3 separate regions of the Mus musculus genome follow, and regions 1 and 2 are each linked to region 3. Evidence: chromatin contacts called from public Hi-C data. All regions are on one chromosome and are shown on one strand. Each heading gives the region's core, a stretch centred on a gene start, on an enhancer-like site or on the middle of the called end of the contact. The rest is flanking DNA. Distances are from core to core; before and after follow the strand shown. Region 1 overlaps Zfp536 (zinc finger protein 536). Region 2 overlaps Zfp536 (zinc finger protein 536). Region 3 has its middle 46 kb from the start of Gm30483.

Region 1 (4,314 bases), core at 631-3,130, 190 kb before region 3:
AACCTGCAGGGTCCTGGGAACATGAAAGAGAAACCCACTGAGTGCCCGGATTGTGGACGGGTTTTCCGAACCTACCACCAGGTGGTCGTGCATTCTCGAGTCCACAAGCGGGACCGCAAGAGCGATGAGGACGCTCTGCACGTGGGTGTGGGCCTGGAGGAGAGGCGAGGCTCAGGCAGCGACCAGGAGTCCCAGTCAGTGAGCCGCTCCACCACACCTGGCTCCTCTAACGTGACTGAGGAGAGTGGGGCCGGAGGTGGCCTGTCGCAGACCGGAAGCGCCCAAGAGGATAGTCCACACCCCTCTTCACCATCTTCCTCAGGTAGGTTGGCAAGAGGAAAGGGGATTAGTAGAAGGACCCTGCCTCCTGCCCTAAACTGCTTGGTTCTCTGCACACTGACCTCAGGCCTTAAGATGGTACTGCAGTTAGAGTAGCTGGACCAAAAAATGTGGCAGGCTGGAGGCTAGATGATGTCTGTTTCCTTCAGGGTGATGCCCCACTCCAAAGACAGGGCTGTCCTTTCGACCTTGAACCATGGCTATCAGCAAAAGGCAGCTGAACCTCATCCCCCGTGGTAAGGAGGGTAGCATGCTTTTTGATGGGCTCAGTTTGCCCTTCCCCACTGCTGTTCAGTTCCATTTATAGTCTAGCCTGGTTCTTAGCTTTGTCTCTGGAACCCAGGAGCTGATGCTTGGCTCCAGACGTGGAGGGTAACCATTCCTAACTAACCCTGTAACTTTTTCCACACAAACCTTTCTTTTGAAAGTTCTCTCCCAGCCTTCCTTCTCTACATCCTGTCCCATTCTGAAATTCCAGCCTGGCCCACCTGCCCCGAAAGCCACAGCACTTTTCCTCTGATTGTTTTAGCCAAGCACACAGAGGTTTGAAAACACAGATGTACGCCTGCGCGCCTTCCACTGCGCCCGCCGCGTTTCACGGGCGATACAGTTCTAGGGTCTAAAATAGCAAAGCAGAAAAATCTGTCATCAAAAATGTCTATGAAATGCTGAAGCATCCTAGCCCTGTTTCGGGGGGAGGGGGAGAAAATAAATGGAAGGAAGGAAAAATAAATATACTAGTCTAAGATGTCTAAATTAAAATCGCTACCTAAGAGCAGGTAAGAGGTTGCCTTCATCTGTATTTCCAAAGTCCCTTTACTAATGGATAGTAAATTGAAAGTTATATCTCCAGCCCTTTATAAAGAAAGCACCTTGCTAATACTGTAATCATTCTACTGCCTAACAACAGAGGAAATCATGCCATAACAAATACCCTGTTACTAATGGCAACATTGATTTCTGCAATCAGCCATTAAGTCTGGAAAATGAAAGACAGTTTGAGGCACCTCGAGGCATCGCGTTGCCCACTGTTAAAGATGTGGCAGTGTGTTGCTAAGGGTCATTTTTTAAAAAGTTCTCTCTCTCTCTCTCTCTCTCTCTCTCTCTCTCGTGTGTGTGTGTGTGTGTGTGTGTGTGTGTGTGTGTGTGTGTGTGTGTGCCTGTGTGTTCTGTTATTTGGCTGTTATTTCTGTTGCAGAGGCGATTCACTGCTGTAGTTACTAGCTAGATGCCATTACATTTTGTTGATGTTCTCTCACTTCAGCTGCAATTTCTTCTAGAACAAAATTAGAACTAGAATAAAGTGTGTGTGTGTGCACGCGCATGTGTATGTGTGCGGGTGCTCACTCACGAGTGTGTGTGCCGGCTTATTACAAGCCGGTAAAGAATGGTTAATACACATAAATCTGAACTACACATTCCAGAGATTCCGATAGCACTTAATGCTGCTGCTTAAATACCCATGAAACACACTGTCTGCTCGTGGAGTCCTGGACTCGCTGGCGATTTATTACTGACGAGATGCTTCGTGAGAGTCTAACAAGGATGTGAGGACCACAGGAGGATGAGGTCACACTGCAGGGAGGGGCCTTGTCTGTGAGGGAAGTTGTGAAGCTGTCCGGCCTGTCTGTCACTGGAGGGCAGCTCTGTCAGGATGGGTTGGTTAGCTCCAGGCATCTCTCCCCTCTCTCCAGGGACTCTTTCCAAGCTTTTGGAAAGGGGCCTCTTCCACTGTTGTGTACTCCAGTGTTGCGTCAGGGGCAGAGATCAGGAAGCAGACTGGATTCCCTAAGTTTCTGGAGCGACACCGACAGAATCCATTCCCTCTCCCAGACCTGCTGAAGCAAGAGGGCCTTATAGCATAAAATCGAATACCAAATGTTCGGCTCTATTAAGGACCTGTTTACTATGTTTTTATCACCTTCTGGCCAAGTGATAGCCAGCTGCTTGCTGCTTCCCCATCTCCAAACACTCTATTGGAAGAAAAAGCAAACCCCAGACTTATTTATTTATTGTTAAGAGAAGCAACCTTGGTCAAAAGCGAATCATACTTGGGCTGGCATTAGCTCTCCACTTTATTTTCCTTGGTGAAGGATTTACAGTGAATGCTGATTCTTTCATTTGGGGCTTGACTTCTTTGTTTTTCTTCATATTCAAATCAGACCCTTTCATAATTTCCCGAGTAAGTGGGGAAATGGATGGCGTGCCCACTCTGCTGCTCAAATCAGCTGTGTGTCTGAGGACATTCAGGTCTGGCTGGGATTTCGGATTCTCCACCGAATCTGGTCCATTTTCCCTCTGTCTAACAAGTGTGACTCGTGTAAAGTGCGGTTCAAAGACGAATTTAAATAAAACTCTTGACACAATGGTATTTTTATTGTTACCTGTTAGAAACCTGCAAGGTGAAGGGGAGGGGGAAATATAAGCCCTTAAGTAAAGAAAAAAAAAGTACTTATTAAGGCTTCTATTAAGAAATAACTGCAAAACACGGCCTTACAAATTTCTCAGAGTGCATAACAATGTCACAAAACTTCATTTGCATGGCTTGATTCTTTTTTTTGTTGAAAACTGGGTCAGTAGGGCCTGAGAAACTATTTTTTCAGATCTTAACCAATGAATTCTTCTTTATAAATCGCTGCTCTTAACATGATAGTAGTTTTGAATTCATCATAAAAAAAAAAAAACCTTTTTAGCAGAGCCTCTTAGAATAGATCTCTAGAAGAAGGCTTACAATGAGTGGCAGAGACGTCCTTTGTTATCTGATGTAATTCTTTGCAAAGGAGGATTGGGAACCGAGTGGCTGTTTAAAAATGTCTTGCTTAGACCGAGACGAAGAAGGGGTCAAGTTTGCAATCAAACAGTTATTGCCGAGATGGGCGACTGTCACTGGCTAGGCTAATGTGGGATGCAGCTGTTTGTTATGTGAGCAAAAGAATGTTTGAATCAGTGAACATGTGAAAATGATTCCAGTGAACCAGAAAATGTGTTTGTTCTTTTGCCTCTCCAAACTGCTGGGAACCGAGCGTAAGATCAACCGCGAGAACCAGGACCTCTGACAGGCAGAGGGGTCATATTTTCTAACAGGAAAGCAAGCGGCAGGACTTGCCACACAGATCAGCCACCCCCCCCCCATCTCCCTTTGTTGTTTTTGTTTGTTTGTTTGTTGTTTGATTCATTTATTATTTCACACCATAGTCCATGTCGTTTGCTTCTGTGTGCAATGCAAAGCGAAACTATTTGGAGAGCGTCAGCTTATAAATTTTACTCTTTTATGACATTTAAAAAGCAGGGCCCACTGTTGTGATGCCTCCTGGTTCTCTGGCTTGCCTGCAAAGGCTCTGATGGCATTAATCTCCGCATCTTTCCCTAAAACCTCCTCTCAAGCCACCGCTGTATCCTCGCTTCTGCTCTGAGTCAGAAAACAACTGAAGTTCTGTTTCTTCAGATTTTGCTTTGGAAATCATGCTTAGTATAATTAAAACTTAATGTACTAAGAAACGATACTGTTCATTATATCCAACAGGGCAGTTACCTTCTGAATCCCCCATCATTTTGGAGAGGGGATAATTGAAGTGTTGATGGTGGGAAGGGGGTAATTGAATGCATTGACCCTCCGTTCATTAAATAAAGTCAGCAAAGTTGCATGATCAATGGAAGCCAGGGAGGGAGAGATACAAAGATGGAAATATCGTTAACCCCTACTTCTTCTGCTCTAGCATTTTGAGTTGGACAAGGATTATTTGATCAGCTGGGCTAAAAGCCTTGGGGGTCGGTCTGCTTTTGTTGCTAGAATGCATTCCTGAGATGCTGGGTCTCCATCCCGCCTAGACCCATTGACCACTGCATCAAAGGCCTTTATCCACACCTCCCTGCAATACATTGGTGATAGTGATATGATAGATTTCTTCCTTTCCCACCTTCTTCTCTCTTGTGATTCACCTCCCTGCCCCCATTCAAGATAACCACTGCCTATTC
Region 2 (4,367 bases), core at 653-3,152, 250 kb before region 3:
TTCTTCCAGATGTGGCTATACTATAATAGAGCCTTATAAACGCTACAGAAAGAAAAATTGCTGGGAAGGAAGGCGTCCTCAATGAGAGCACACCTGGGCCTGACAAAGATTGCATTTAGGGACTGCTGTGCCTATCACAACGCAGAGAGCGACCAAGTCCAGGGAGCAGCTGGAGAGAAAGCCCCGCAAATCTGCATGCAAATAGCAGCATATTGTTAACTTAATCAGATGCCTAGGAAAGGATGCGCCAGAACGCCTAGGATGATCTACACACACTCAGAGGCAGAGCTGAGCTGCCATGGGCAGCAGTGGGGCGCTGGGGCTGCCCACTCTGAGCAAGGTGGACCCCTCCCAGCCCCAGCTGTCACCCCCACCCTGCAAGGCCTTCAACTCCTGTAACACACAGTGACCCCCCTCTGCTCTTTGGAAAGACAGACACCATCTACTATATAGTTAGATTAGATGGAAGCCTCATTATTATTATTTTTAATTATGGCATAGGTATGGGAGTAATTTCTCGCCCAAGTATGCAACTCCAATTAAGTAATATTTCTGCTTAAATATCCGGGTACATGAGGATATAAAATACAAGCCTGGAAGTATATAAAGAAATAATTTTTTTATTATTATTAAAAAAGGGGGGAAGCATCTGCCTACTGATTGAAATGCTCGGCATAAATAATACCTTAAGAAATGTAAAACACCTGTTATATTTACATTTTATATATTTTTACGAATAGTAATGAAAATAGATATATTTTATATTTCCTCCATCTTTGAGTCTAGCACCATAAAAAAATAAAAAGTAATGCTATTTAATCACCCACAGCTTAATAGTGCCTTAGTTGTTTACTGCCACTGTACTAATTGTTCTGTACTAATGTGTTTTTCTGTGATATCCAGTAGTGCTAAGAGAACGGAGATCTATAACCAATTAAATATAGTGTTTTGTATGTTAAAAATATATCTGGGGAGGCTAGAAAAGGAACAGAAGCCGCCCTTAAGCAAGGCGCGTTGGCACCGTGTCGGCGCCCAGCAGAAGGTGCCCGCACTGCCTCTTTTGCGCAAAGACAAAGGGGGTAATTTTTTTGGCAAGAAAACAAACCCCAAGAAAACACAACAAACTGAGTGTTTCCTTTTTTTTTTTTTTTTTTTTCCTTTCCTTTTGGCCCCCCTCCTACAACTCCTCAGGCTGTTTCTGGCCTCTCTCCGCAGCAGGGAGAGGTGGGTTGTGGAGCCAGGCAAGGGTAGCAGCCCCGCTACCCTGAGCCCCCTGCAGGTCCTGCGGGGGAGGAAGACTGGCCCCGGGCCCAGCGGGGTTCTGCGGCCATAAGCCTGAAGAGCGTAGCATTCACACGCAGGCGGCCCTGGGCACAGGGTTAATTGAGGATCATTGTTGGTTCTAACAGGAGCGGGGTGTCGTGGGTTGAGGTGGGGGTGGGGGGTGGGCGGCGGTGAGAGGGGGTGAGGGGAAACTTGTAGGCGCGGCCCTTGCAGAGAGAGAGAGAGCAAGGTGATGATGGGGAAACCAGACATAACAGCATTCATGCAATTACCAAAGACTCTGGGAGTGACCAGAAAAACGCCGCTTGGGTCCGGGATGTGTGTGAAGGCCAGCTCACGGGTCACACTCACTCACACAAACACGCGCGCACGCGCGGACACACACACACACACACACACACACACACACACACACACACAGACACGAACAGACATACAGACGCACGCGCGCGCGCACACACACACAGACGCACACACACACACACACACTCACTCACGCGTACGTTCACTGGCACGACGCCCGGTGGCTCCCGGTGGCGCTCGGTGGCAAGGCGGCCTCGCGATCTCACGCTGCCCTCATCCGCCGCCCGCCCCGCCGCCTGCCAGCCGGCCCCAGCCCGCGCCCGGGCCCCGCCGAGCGGCCGCACTTCACCTTACGGAGGGGGAGATAATGAGATCAATTAGAGGCGCCGTCACCGCGCCGAGACAGCTGCTGGTGCATAGTAATCACCGCGGGGCTCCCAGCTACCTGCGCACAGCACCGCTGCACCGCGGGTCCCTCCCTGTTCCACACTGCTTGGCCTTGGTGCCCTCCTGTCACCTTCTTCTGGAACTTGCTCTTTAGATAGCCTGGGATGTTCAAGAGCAAAGCCAGCCGTTGTGACAGAGTGCACATGCTTGTAGTGTGACAGTGTGTGGACTTGAATTTGCACACCGGTGTGGATGCCAGGGAGAATAGAATGAGCATCTGTCACTGTGCCTGCTGGTGTGTGCTCCTGAGTGCTGGCATCCTGTGCACTTGGTGGCCTAGAGAGTTGTAGGTGTGTGTGTGTGTGTGTGTATGTGTGTGTGTGTGTGTGTGCAGTTGAGGTTAATGGTGTGCACAGGACGCCCCTATATATATGTTTTATGAGGTTTGTTCTTGTAGGTAGCCTGGGAGGTCTAGACCTGTATGTATGTCGTGAGTGACACATGAATGGAAGTATGTGTATGGGTCCATGCACATGCCAGGTGGGCATCATACCCTTTTCCTTCCCCATGCTCTATGGTGCTCAATTGAAGGCCAATTGTTTGCTAAGTGAGAACCAAGTGCCATGTGCCTGTGACTCACAACTTGAACACTCTTGATATCCCTCACCCCCAAACCTACCTATTTGTCTACTATGGCAGTGGTTCTTGGCCACCATGCAGATCTCTGCTGTGTCTCTTCAGGTCTGAGGGCTCATCTTTGTGGCTTCTGTTTGATTCTACACTTCAAAAAGGCCCGATTTCAGAAGCAGTGGGGATCTCCCATCTGAGTACCGTGTGCCCTTCACCCATCACTGGCCAGTAGAGGTAGAGTCTCTGAAGGGCCAGAACATCAGGTTCTGCCTCAGATACTCATTAGCACCTTCATGGTGTTCAGGTTGGCCTTTGAGAGTGCTTTTTGTTCTTGACAGTGGTTGAGCAGGACCAGTGCTAAGAAAACAAAATTGGTCAGGGTCAAGAGGTAGGCAGACTTACAGCAACAGTCCTCCTGACCTATGGAGTATTTGTGGAGAGCCCCTACCCAGTGGATACACCCCTAAGCTGAATAAAAGCAACTTTCTATTTAAGTGCCTTTACTATGATGTTTAATTCCAAAATTAGGCCCAACCAGAGCCTGAAGATGGCTGGATAGCTTGTCAGGGGGTGAATCTGCTAGCCTGGACAGGACACAGCAGCATGAAGCGAATAAGAGGTGATTTAAAACTTACAAATTGTCTGCTCCTGGAATTTCCCATTCAATATTTTCGGGCCACTTTTGACTATGTCTGACAGAAATCTTAGAAAGCACACCTGCTATAATATAAACTGTGGAGGCAGCTAACTCCAGGCAAGTCAGGTGCTCCTTCCTCAGAAGGCCCCCAGGGACCACTAGACCCACCAAACGCCCCTCGGCAGTCACTCTAGGGTTGTCCAGCTGAATTTCCTCGTGGCACCCCCTGCGGATTTCATCCACTCATCTGACTTCTGCTACCTCCCTCATGGTGCATGTGCCTCATGAGGCCAGGACCTTGCTATTATGTCACTTACCACCCAGCTCATTATACACGGTGATCCCTCTGTGAATGGCCAGCATATCTTGAGGCATCTACTACTCAGGTGCCCGAGGGACTCATAATCCAGTCACAGAGGGGATACTGAGGGCATGGCCACACATAGAGGCATGGCATGGACATGCCAATCTTGAGGTAGGGACCCAGGAAAGGGATAGAGGATCTCTGGAATACTGTGACCAAGAGATGTGTCCCAATACTGGGCACAGACATGAAGAAGAACACATCACTGAGGTAGAAGAGCCCAGGCAGGGAGGGGCAGCAGGCTTTCCTACCAGGCATAGGGTCCTTGAAATCAGCCTTCAGTCTCAGTAGCTTCAGATGTGACAGGGTCCTGCATGTTTTCTACTTGAGCTCTATTTACAGGCCAGGACCCATATATGGATTGTTTTGGTGTTCAAGTGCTACCCCCTTTCTGACTGTATCCTTTGTAGGCCCCAAGTCTAACTTCAGCCCCTTTGTGGACCATGAGATGTCTTTCAGCTCATGACTTGAGAGGCTCAGAGGCCAGCACTGATACTGCTAAAAGCATATAGAACCCAGCCTCATCTTAGCTTTGGGACTTTGACATATTCTGTGTCTAATGACATGGTTGTGTGGCTTATTGGGGTGGCTTGGTTGTGTCCCAACTGCTAGCAAGATCTCAGTAAGCTTTTGAAGTTCCCCATAGATCTACTTATCCCTCCTGAGGTCTCTGCTTGAGTCTTCATCTCTCTGACTCATTCTTTACACCAGCCTGAATAGGTCCACACTCAGGGACCATCAGAGAGGGAGGTGAGGAGTTTG
Region 3 (4,745 bases), core at 1,375-3,874:
ATATAGCTGTGTGCCACCAGGCTGAGCACTTCATTAGGTTTTAGAAAAGCATGCTTAGTGTGCACAAGACTCTTGAGTTCAGTTGCTAGCACAAGGAAAAATAAAATAAAATAAAAGCACCACAACTCAGTTTCTAGGACCGTTTTGCTAAGTCCCTGGTTCAGGAACAGGCATTTCCTTCCCCTCACAGGTTCATAGCAGTTAATCCAGGGCCAAGAGTGCTGACCCTCAGCTGTTCCGGGGGAGGTGGGAGGTGCTGGGGCTTCCCTGACAACCACCAGGAGAAGAATCTGGCTCCCATTATGGGTCGTAGGGAGTTGTAACGTTTCCCACGAGCTGCTCGGGAAGCCTTTCATCTGAGCTCAGCTCTAACCTGGACAGTTTCCTTCACTTTCATTCCTGTGCAGCCTCTGACCTGCCCCTGTGTCTAACTCTATGTTTTTGCTATCCAGGGACTCCCTCACTTTCAGGTAGCATTGTGGGCTCAGCCTCAGGTGGGATTTGCTTCCTCTCTGGCCTGCATTCCCTGGACTCAGATAAAGGGCTGCCCCTCTAAAAGCTGCCAGCCACTGTCTTCAGAGACTTGGAGCAGCAGGCATTCCTGTGAAGAACATGGGCTACAGGAGCAGCTTTTGAGCCTGACCTGAGGTCCCAAGAAGCCTTCCTTAGATGCACTTCTCTTCTGCCCCTCCTGACCTCATTTCCTCTTTCAGCACGCACAGTGTAGACAGATCTTTGCGCTACGACATTGCTCTCCAGCTGTAACTTCCATGCCAAGTTTAAAAGTGAGATCCTTCCTAGAAACCCACGGGCGTTCTCGACCTACATAACAGCAAAGGGCCAGGGTGATGGCCCAGGAACAGAAGGTGCCAGGTTCTCCCCTCCGGCAAGAGCTGCTGGCCTTATGCAGGGATCCAATTGCAGAGGCGACATCAGCCAACAAAAATTTCAAGAAAGTATGACTCATAATTAGTCCTTTTGACATTGTTTCACATCAAAAGACATAGTCTGTGTTCTGTGTCCCTCACCCGAACATGGAAACTGCTGGAGTTTGCACGCACAAAGGGATTTGCGATTTTAAAAGCTTAATAAAGGCTGTCCACACAAAACACACACACACACACACACACACACACACACACACACACACACACACACGCCAGTTGGTTTCTTTAAAGTGGATTTAATTAGGTCAGAGAGCCTGTTACTTTGGGGGGGGGGGAGTGGCGCAGGGTGACGATCATTTAAACCATATTTTCAAGTTACCATGTTGTACTCTGCTAGACGGTGCCTCACAGATCCACACACGAGAAGCGAGAGCTAAGAGCTCCCTTGGAGCCTTAGAGCTCCTTTCTCTCAACTACTGGTTCTTCATGAAGAGAGGCCACTGTCCCTTGCCTCGGAGTTATGGGGTGGCATGGCTGGGGCATGTCATTCTGACGTTTACTAAGATTTCTGAGACCCAGGTCCACACCGAGGTCTCCACCCTTGTCAAGGAGCTACCAGCAGCTGCTGCAGACGTGGAGGGTTGGCCCCAGTCAGCCCCTGGGCCATTTTGGTAGCGATTTATAGATGGACTTTGTGAGTGAGGAGTGGGGGGGAGGGAAGGGAATCAAAGTCACAGGTGCTCCATTATAACGACTGGAACACTTACAGAGTCGGACGCTCTGTCATTTAATAAACCTAAAAACGAAAAAGCTTTTGTCTGTAAAAGGTGACCAATAGAGAAAGAGTTTGGATTATATGATATCTCATAACTTAATCATATGGCTCTTAAGAGGGGGACATACACAGCTGTGTCTCGCTAATATGCATGCAATATGTGTAAGCCGATATGCTTTAATTCGAAACTTGTTTTTAGCAGGAAGAAAAAAGCGTTTAGATGAGGAACATTAAGATTCAATATTAACCATTTTCCCCCCTTTGGGCAAAATTAGTCATCACTTGATATTTTTTAAAGCAGTATTTTATTATTATTATTTTATTTTTACTTTTTATTTTTGCTACACTGAGATGTGTCCAAAAATCTTCAAAGTTATGTGGCAGAGTGAACAGGAGACAGCAGCAGCCCGTTTTTAGCTGTCAGGGGACAATGGGTTTGGAAATATGGATTCTTTCTCTTTTAGCTCTCAAGTCTTCTGTTAAATACCCCAGACCAAGGGACAGGGCAAAGGTTAGGGTAGTTTGAAAATGGTTTCCGGTTTTGTGCTGCCTCTATTAGGCACACACGCTGGCGTTTTAATTGTTACTCTGTACTACTTTAACCTGAATTATTTAAGTATATTTGCCTTAATAATCTTACCCCCCCCCCAAAAAAAAAACCCACCAAGACAAAGGAATTGTAGATTAGAGACTTTTTATTTTCAGGGCAAAATGATACGGATAAGTGAACATCAACTGACCAGAAATTATTTGCTTCTGTCTGTTAGACACGTAATGGAGTCATTTAACTAGTCAAATTAGGAGCCGCAGAAAGCACCATGCTTCATTACTGAGTTCGAATGGGCACCATTTTACATTTACGTCAAAAATTATCTCATAGCAAATTAATGTTTTCATTGTGCCGAAAAGCTGGAGCTATGCAGTATTAGCACCACCTAGAGGCTGCTTGGAGAACTGCTGGGGAGGGAGGCAGCTCATGCCAGGGCCAGATCAGGTTATTGGCAGCCTGGATTAGGCACAGCCCGTACATGGCGAGGGAGCGAGGAGGTAGGACAGTTTTCCCGATCTCGGGGTGATGCTCTCTGCTCCAAAATATTCTCAGTCTTTGATACTCACTCAAGTCCTGTACGTAGTTCTACTTAAGATTGTAAATTATTTTGTGTGTTTGGATGTTTTGCCTGTCTGTGTGTGTATCACATGCGTGCCTTTCCATTCCAACATGCAGGGGCTCTGAAAGAGAGCAGAGAATCCCCTGTTGCTGGAGTTACAGATCATTATGAACTGCCGTGTGGGTGCTAGGAACCACACCCAGGTCCTCTGTAAAAGCAGACATGCTCTACACACTGAGCCATCTCTCCAACCCTCATGCCTGTACTTCTTATTTCTCTCATACTACACATGAGCTCTTTTTCCTTCCCAAGACTTACGCTGTATGCAGACATCAGATGTAAGCCAAAGCAGTGTTTCTAACATAAATAAGAGTCCTGTCTGCCATGGCTTTACCAAAGTGACATCATTATAACCTATCTTTTGTTAGTGTCAAAATTTTCCCTGTCTGGGAAGAGACACCATAAGATATTCTTTCCTTTAAAGCCACATAGAACCAGCTCAGCTCCCATCCAAACAGGTTAGGAAGGTTCCTGGGCACCCCAGGAGTGCTGGCTTCTGCTTAGCGTGGAGAGAAATAATTTAGAATAAAATGGCAAGCCCTTCCCAATAAAAATATTTATGAAAATGATATGAAAGCAGTCGGTGGCTCTGGGAGAGCATGGAGCATACTCTCGGAGCAGAAGCAGAGAGAAGAATCGAAGCATATAAATAGCATTGAGGACTGGAGAATATTTCTAGACAATATTGATGTCTAAAATATATGTGAATGACTGCGTAATGATCAAGGCAGACATAATTCAAAGTACAGTCGGGAGCTGGCCTCCAACTCCCAGCCTTCAATTCTCCAGCAGACATCTGTTTGCTGAGAAAACCTCCCTAACAGCTGCTCCACGGGAAGGGGACAGAGCCCAGGGCAAGATGCAGAGCTGACAGGTTCAGGAGGTTCCTAGGTGCAGAACTAACTAGTGACCCCTCTCCCACTCTCCAGGGTGCACAGAGCCATTCTGTTTGTAGATTGGGCGGAGGGAGGAAGCGGTTCTGAGAACCAGGGGAGCAAAGATCTCCCTGGGGAGTCTCGTCAGGGTGCCCAGGCTACAACATCTCCAGGGCAGGCCCATCACATCACCAGAGGCTCTGGTCTCCTCTGTCTTTATCCACCAAGCTACCTCTCTCCTGGTCTTTAAATTTTCCTCATGCACCAAGTAGGAACTGAGGATTCTTTCAGAGGGAATTGCAGGATCCCCACCACCACCACCACCACTGCAGTCCCCCTCCCCTGAGCAAAACATAGTACGAGTATGTCCAAGCAAACGACAGACATCTATGTTGATCCTAACAGTCTCGGTGTTTAACTAACTTGCAGGAGACGATCCAGAAAATGTTCTCAATTCTCTAGCTTCAGCAAAGATGCAGTCTAAGGTTTTAAAGACAAGATCTCCTTCTTTTGAAAAATAAACAGCTGTGGACCCACAGGTGAGCCAGCCAGAGCCATGTTTGTTTGCCACACTCAAGCTGGCCAGAGTCTCCTTTACTAAGTACATTATTTTAAATCTGTGCTTCAAAAGTTCAAGAATTCCACAATGACCAGGAGACCTCAGATAGGGTAATGAGAGATGAACCAGGGAGGCCAGTATCTGAGAGTCTCTCTCTCTCTCTCTCTCTCTCTCTCTGTGTGTGTGTGTGGGGGGGGGGTTCAAACAGATACAACAATATTAAAAGCAAGCTACAAGCACTGTGGTCTTCTCTTCCCCTTTAAAATGCGAGGGAGGGTGGGACTCCTTTTTAAACCTCTTCTCATGAATCTTGCCTGCCACAGTGTCTCAGAATTCATGTTATGTTTACCAAGGCCAGGCCGGAGGATCGGATAATTTATAACCATCCCTATTGGGTTTTATGTAATAACTTTGAAACTCGTATAAAGTAATGATCCACAAACTCTTTTAATGTTCATTATAAAATATGAAATATTCCTC

Evidence for each region. Hi-C and Micro-C count contacts between places; a contact is called where the count stands out from the background.
Region 1: a Hi-C map of muscle stem cells shows a contact between it and region 3, with 4 times the contacts expected there. The contact joins two enhancer-like sites. A contact is called at or near these places in 15 of 484 Hi-C or Micro-C datasets (cerebellum, embryonic stem cells, gonadal supporting cells and 8 more), 10 of 115 datasets of contacts at active chromatin or transcription factors (astrocytes, bone marrow-derived macrophages, embryonic basal ganglia and 6 more) and 1 of 9 other capture datasets (embryonic stem cells).
Region 2: a Hi-C map of cerebellum shows a contact between it and region 3, with 4 times the contacts expected there. The contact joins two enhancer-like sites. A contact is called at or near these places in 25 of 484 Hi-C or Micro-C datasets (the HPC-7 cell line, brain, cardiomyocytes and 13 more), 14 of 115 datasets of contacts at active chromatin or transcription factors (astrocytes, embryonic basal ganglia, embryonic brain and 11 more) and 1 of 9 other capture datasets (embryonic stem cells).

The regions. Positions count from the first base shown.
Region 1 is chr7:37,563,822-37,568,135 of GRCm38.p6, reverse strand. Zfp536 (zinc finger protein 536) reads left to right here. Exons shown (of 6, transcript NM_172385.2): 4 at 1-322. Among named protein-coding and RNA genes, the nearest start is that of 4930505M18Rik, 100 kb to the left of the region's middle. Within about 2 kb of position 1,880, at least 35 of the 459 cell types and tissues checked have an H3K27ac peak or open chromatin away from gene starts, as enhancers often do. A contact at or near this core is called in muscle stem cells, where this site is marked.
Region 2 is chr7:37,621,831-37,626,197 of GRCm38.p6, reverse strand. All of the region lies in intron 3 of Zfp536 (zinc finger protein 536), which reads left to right. Among named protein-coding and RNA genes, the nearest start is that of 4930505M18Rik, 46 kb to the left of the region's middle. Within about 2 kb of position 1,902, at least 71 of the 459 cell types and tissues checked have an H3K27ac peak or open chromatin away from gene starts, as enhancers often do. A contact at or near this core is called in cerebellum and muscle stem cells, where this site is marked.
Region 3 is chr7:37,371,935-37,376,679 of GRCm38.p6, reverse strand. It overlaps a transcript of Zfp536 not described here. Among named protein-coding and RNA genes, the nearest start is that of Gm30483, 46 kb to the right of the region's middle. Within about 2 kb of position 2,624, at least 21 of the 459 cell types and tissues checked have an H3K27ac peak or open chromatin away from gene starts, as enhancers often do. A contact at or near this core is called in cerebellum and muscle stem cells, where this site is marked.